Regions from separate parts of the Macaca mulatta genome. Here region 2 is linked to region 1. A link is a contact called in public Hi-C data. All regions are on one chromosome and are shown on one strand. The core of a region is the stretch at or near the end of the contact, and the rest is flanking DNA. Distances in the headings are between cores, read along the strand shown. Region 1 has its middle 55 kb from the start of PPP2R5C. Region 2 holds the start of HSP90AA1 (heat shock protein 90 alpha family class A member 1).

Evidence for each region. Hi-C and Micro-C count contacts between places; a contact is called where the count stands out from the background.
Region 2: a Hi-C map of liver shows a contact between it and region 1, with 3 times the contacts expected there. The contact joins the promoter of HSP90AA1 here to the enhancer-like site in region 1. A contact is called at or near these places in 3 of 14 Hi-C or Micro-C datasets (fetal cortex germinal zone, fetal cortical plate and liver).

The regions. Positions count from the first base shown.
Region 1 is chr7:175,050,548-175,053,507 of T2T-MMU8v2.0, reverse strand. No RefSeq gene overlaps it. Among named protein-coding and RNA genes, the nearest start is that of PPP2R5C, 55 kb to the left of the region's middle. Within about 2 kb of position 1,552, at least 23 of the 40 cell types and tissues checked have an H3K27ac peak or open chromatin away from gene starts, as enhancers often do. A contact at or near this core is called in liver, where this site is marked.
Region 2 is chr7:175,439,222-175,442,371 of T2T-MMU8v2.0, reverse strand. It overlaps HSP90AA1 (heat shock protein 90 alpha family class A member 1), which reads left to right and starts at 1,864. Exons shown (of 11, transcript NM_001195667.1): 1 at 1,864-1,922; 2 at 2,521-2,682; 3 at 2,772-3,138. The coding sequence starts at 2,521.

The sequences.
Region 1 (2,960 bases), core at 303-2,802:
GGCTCCTCCAAGGTACTTGGGCTTTCAAACGTGTCCTGGTCCAAGTTGCTAAACTGCATGACGCTCTGATTCTTCACTCCTTTACTTGAACGCCTCTTGGTTCCCCTGCCCTCAAGACCTTTTAAAAGTGCAGTCCGACCATGCTGCCCCTTATGGGCAGTAGTGCACTTATGTGTAAATGTTTAACGACTGCTCTGGATAAAAAGCCCTGATTGGCAGTGTTTGCCAGTTTCCGTGGTGTCAATCTGCCTGTCATGGCCAATTTCAAACTACCAATCTGAAGTCACTGACTATGCCGTGGGGAAGAGATCAGTGGCACATCGTCACACAGGCTCTACTGTGCAGACGCACCGCCCAGAGGAAACGGCAGAGGAAACAATACAGTATAGTGAAATGTTAGAAAGTTTTGGGTATGTATTACCTGTTTTTGAATATACTGTAATCTTTAATAATGGCTGTGCATAACAGCGATCTGCAGAATTCCTGAAAACGTTAACAGTCTGCTTGTGAGCTGGCACAGGGTCAGACCCAGACTCCCGGGACAAAGCCTAAACGGGTGGCCCACTGCTGTCCAGACTCACCCTCCTCCACAAGCCGCGCCTCATGCTAGCTCCCTGGATCCGCTTGTGGGGCCCAGATGGACTCTGCTGGTCTTTGCCCTTCCACCCTCTGTCTGAACCTCCCTCCCTTCATCCTTCCCTTTCTCTTTCTCACCCTCTCTTTACCTCTGAGTATTTACGGAGCCCACTGCTATGTGGCAGGACTTTGCAAAGCCGGAGGATGCAAATGTGGCCTCCGCCCACTGGAGCTGGTGTCTTCTCAGAGCTGGGTCTCCAGAACCACATGAAGCTTCCAGGTTTGGGTGAATAGGGAAGACTCCTTGGCTGGAGCCATGAGGCCCTTTCTCAGCTAACCCTACAGCAGCCCCCATATCGGGCCCAGGACCCCCTCACTCACCTGGACAATACGCTGTGTGTTTCCCTTCTCTCCGAGCCCACCCTGGGGCATGCAATTCCAACAGCTCAGAGGCAGAGCTCCTGGGCGTATTCCCTTCCCAGATGGCCTGCGTGATGGCTTGGGGAGGTCCAGGATGGCTGTCCTCGGCGATCAGGAGCATGTGAGCACTGGTGGGGATGAGGGAGCCCAGAGGGTCGGTCCTACTACGCACCCCGCACCGTAATGGTCTGCTCGTGAGCTGGCACAAGCACACCCTACTACAGGGTCAGACCCAAACTTCTGGGACAAAACAGAGGACTTTCCTCTCTGCTGCACTGTGTGCGCCCCTAGCATTTCAAATTAAAGTCTGGCACCTTATACAGGGAGATATTTTGCTAGAACATGAACTTAAATGCATGCAGTATCATACAGGTCCAACAGGAAGCAGTATGGGGGTGCACAGTGCAGCCTCTGGAGACAAGACCTGGGCTCGGTCCTGCTTCTAAGAGTTACTGCTGTGTGACCTCAGGCAAGTTACTCAAATACTCTGAACCTCAGATTCTCGGCTGTGTAAGGGCAACAACAAATACTTCATGGTTGGTTGTGAGAATTGAGCTGACGCAAGAAACACCCAACAGTGGCTTGCATGTGCTGAATGCGCAGGAAGTTTTCTGCTGCGTAATTTGAGATACTAAAAGCAAAGATGATGATTGAGCGCCCTCTGGCGGCCAAATGGTACAATTACACCTTAGATTACGCCCAGCTCAATTTTTTACGCGGGGCTCAAGGACTCACAGGCCCTGCTGGTGGTGAATTGCCTGGGGCCCCTTCTTGCTCCGTTTCAGTTCCTTGGCCCCTGTGGTAGGCAGCCTCCTCATTAAAGGGGAGGATTTCACTGGACAGGCATCTTCACTACACCTGTCCCGGACTCTTCAGAACTAGCTCCTGTCTCTGATGCCTCGAGGGGGATCATCGTTCAGCTAAGGAAGCTGGTCCCTGCTGCAGCTGGGCTGAGGACTGCCAGGGATTCGGGGCCTTCGAAACGGAGACGACAGACCCTGTTTTGTGTGCGTGTGTGTGCGTGTGCGTGTGTGTGCGTGTGCGTGTGCGTGTGGCGCCAGACCCAACCCTCATGCCTCCATGTGAACGGCAGGGCCTCATTCTGGATTTTAAAAACCTAGTTGTTACCGGGCCTGCAGGTCGGCTGTATCCCTGCGGTTCTCTGCAGCCCCTGCCCCTGTGGGCAGTCATTCTGTGCGCCAGGCACTGTGCTGGGTGCTGGGGATATGGCACAGCACCCGGGGCTTAGGTTAGAGGGGGAGCTGGAGGGGAATTTGGGCGGGACTTCCGGAGTCCTGTCCCAGGGGGTGGAGAGGTCTTCCCTTCCCCCAGCGCTTCCTCATGCACAAGGCCTGTGCTGACACCTGGGCCACTCTGCCATGTTCCCTGCGGCCTTGAACTCAGTGACAGCCAATATTTACCAGCTCTGTCCAAGGGCCATGCGTGGTAGGCGTTTCCTTGAGCCCTCGAGATGGCCTTGAGGTCGGTACAACCTCCTGCCAGCACCATGCCCTCCGTTCTGCGGTGGAGGAATCGGACCTGGAGAGGTCGTGTTCACTGGCAAAGGGAAGTCAGGGTCAGGCTCTCAGAGCCCAGAAGCTCTCACCCCTCGGGCCGTGGTTCCTGCTGCCGCTGCCCAGTCCTTCCCTTTTTGCCGGGGAGCCTCCTCTCTCGGCCTGGGCCTCCTGAATTTCTTCCTGAAGGGAGTTTGGGGCAGGAATCCGGCGCCAGCAGCTTTTCACCCCACCCAGGGCTGCATGTCAAGCTGGGGCGGAAGAGGAGGCCCTCGGCGCACGTGCCTCCAGCGCTGCCTGCGGCGGCCTCGCCCAGGAAGTGCGGCTCAGCGGGAGCTCGCCCGTGTCCCTGCCCCCGGGGCGGTGCCGCCACGGCCTGGGAAGGAGGCCGAACCCCTGCTCCCGCGACCCCTGCATGGGCGGGGGAGGCCCCAGGCCCTAGCTGAAACC
Region 2 (3,150 bases), core at 615-3,114, 390 kb before region 1:
AAAAATGAAGGTCCCAAAAACAAAAGACAGACTGTCAGAGCTAGGGCCCGGGATGGCTCTTCTATAAGAAATCTCAAACCCCATTGGCAATGGCAGAAACTGCGGTAGGAAAAGTTCCAAGTGAGGAGAGTGGGGACAGTGGCTGGTGGTGACAGGAAGGAAACAGGCGGAGGAGGCACTCGCCAGGGAAGACCTTGCGCCCCTTCAGCGACCTGCTCACCGCCACGCCTGCTTCCGGATTCCTCCCCGCCGGTCCCGGCTGCAGTGTAGGGAAGGCCTGGGCCGGGGGCGCCCCCCAAGGCTGCGGAACAGCTATCACGGGAGCCGGCACACACCCAGTAACCACCGCTGGGGCCCGCGCCACGTGGCTGCTAGTTTCCATCCACCCCGCTTTGTAATGCTGGGCAAGACGCTTTATGTTGATTTCACACACTCTTAAAGGGTCCCAGGCCGCAGTCTGAAAACCCCTGCTCCTGAGTAAGTTGGTTTCCCTAGAGACCAGGAAGCGGAGGTAGTTCCGTCGTTTGTTTACACGGTAAGGAGCTTCCAGATTATTCCGAGGACCTGGCTATGAGTTTAGGCAGGAGGAGGCCCAATCATGGGAGGCGCCAGAGAGGAAGAGGACATGGACGAGGCATGGGAGCCAAGTCTAAGGAACCCCAACACCTCTAAGGTTCTCATAGCTGGCCTTGACCAAAATATCTGAAAATTCTCATGTAGAAACTGGTTCTTCCAGCCTGAGCAACATGGTGAAACCCCAACTATACAAATAAATACAAAAACTAGCCGGGTGTGGTGTCCGCGCTTGTGGTCCTCCGCCCGCGCTCGTCCCAGTTACTCGGAAAGCTGAAGTAGGAGGATCACCTGAGCCCGGGAGGTCGAAGCTGCGGTGAGCCAAGATTGTGCCACAGCACCCCAGCCTGGGCGACAGAGGGACAGCCTGTCCAAAAACAAAAAAACACCAAACCTGTCTTTTAGGGAAGGTTAATCACCAAAATGTCAAGTGTTAGATACTTAATTTGGAGACCTCAAATCGATCGGCAAAACGATGGGCTTTTAAAAAGCATGCCGGGTGTAGCTGGGTAAGCATGAATTTATTCACCAAGGGCCCGATTCCCAAGCTAAGGGACCCTGAAGTGTGAAGGACATGGCTTCCGGGGAACCCAAAGGTAGGGAGCGCTCCTGAGCCAGCAGTGGGTCTGGAGACTCCCCGAGCGCGCAGGCCGCGGGACGGCGTCCCCTGCGCGCAGCAGCTAGAAGCCAACAGCCCAAAGGCCCCCAGGGAGCAGAGCCCCGCGATCCCGGCGCCGCCTGCGGCTGGATTTTTTGGCAGCGGGCGCGCCGTCCGTGAGGATGACGGCTCCGGTAGTCTCCCGGGCGTGCGAGACCCGGGGCGCTCCCCGTCCACGCACGGCCCTCCCTCCAGGCGCGCCTCCCGCCCCAGCCCCGCATTCTGCGCAGCCCGGGTGACCAAACTACACCTCACTTCAAAGGCCCCCACGCCCGGGCGTGCCCTCCGCCCGCGCTCGGCAGGTGGGAGTGCAGGGAGGAGGGCGCGGGCGGCCCCAGAAGGCGCCCGGACCTTCCCGAGAATTCCAGGCCGCGCAGGCGCATTGAGGTCGGCGCGGGGGCGTGCGAGAGGCGCGGGGCGGTGATTGAGGGAAGGTTTCCCGGGCTGGGCCATGAGCAGGGCCTGCGCGCGCCAGCGGGAGGGGCGGGCCACGGCGAGGGCGCAGGCGCAGGCGCGCGGCCGCGGCGGCGGTTGGGGAGGGTTCTTCCGGAAGGTTCGGGAGGCTTCTGGAAAAAGCGCCGCGCGCTGGGCGGGCCCGTCGCTATATAAGGCAGGCGCGGGGGCGGCGCGTCAGTTGCTTCAGCGTCTTGGTGCTGCTGTGCCGTGGAACGTTTGCAGCCTTTTAGCCAAGGTGTGAGGGGCGGTTGTGGGGGCCTGTGGAGGTGGATTGGGGAGTGGGGGCGGTTGGCGCGGAGCGGAGGCTGTGGGGGCCGAACGGGAGCCCTGAACCCGCCAGGGCCGCTCTCCCGGGAGGCCGCGCTGCCTATTCCGGAGGCCGTGGGCCCGCTGCTGTCTCCGCAGCCCGCCTCAGGAATGGGCTGGGCGGCTGCTCCCCGAGTCTCCGCGGCAGCCCCGGAGCTGGCGCCGCACGCGAGCAGAGCGGCCCTTTGGCTGGGGGCCCCCCGGGCGGCCCAGCTGGGGCGCAGGCGGAGGAGGCCGCCCTGGCGGAGCCGCGGCCCGCGCGGGAGGGCACACGGGGTGTCGGTTGGGGACCGCGGCGCGGGACTGGGCCGGGCCTGCAGTGGCCTCCCGGAAGCGCGCACACGCTCGTGGTAGTTACCGCGCTCCGAAATGAGGTCATCCTTTGTCAGCCGCCCTTCTATTTTCGGTTTACTTAAACTTCGCAAATCTGCAATCCGGCTTTAAAAATATTGGGAGGACGCGATGGAATCTCGTGTTGCCCCTGTAGACGCCCTGCAGGGTTTTAAACCGGCGCGGTGTCGTTCCAGATGCCTGAGGAAACGCAGACCCAGGACCAACCGATGGAGGAGGAGGAGGTTGAGACGTTCGCCTTTCAGGCAGAAATTGCCCAGTTGATGTCATTGATTATCAATACTTTTTATTCGAACAAAGAGATCTTTCTAAGAGAGCTAATTTCAAATTCATCAGATGTAAGTCGTTTATTAACCCAGAATAGGATTTTGGTTTCAATATGAACTTCTTGGGGGCTGTATGCTTAATTAATATTTTGTGTTAATAGGCATTGGACAAAATCCGCTATGAGAGCTTGACGGATCCCAGTAAATTAGACTCTGGGAAAGAGCTGCATATTAACCTGATACCAAATAAACAAGATCGAACCCTCACTATTGTGGATACTGGAATTGGGATGACCAAGGCTGACTTGATCAATAACCTTGGTACTATCGCCAAGTCTGGGACCAAAGCGTTCATGGAAGCTTTGCAGGCTGGTGCAGATATCTCCATGATTGGCCAGTTCGGTGTTGGTTTTTATTCTGCTTATTTGGTTGCTGAGAAAGTAACTGTGATCACCAAACATAACGATGATGAGCAGTACGCCTGGGAGTCCTCAGCAGGGGGATCATTTACAGTGAGGACAGACACAGGTAGGTACCTGA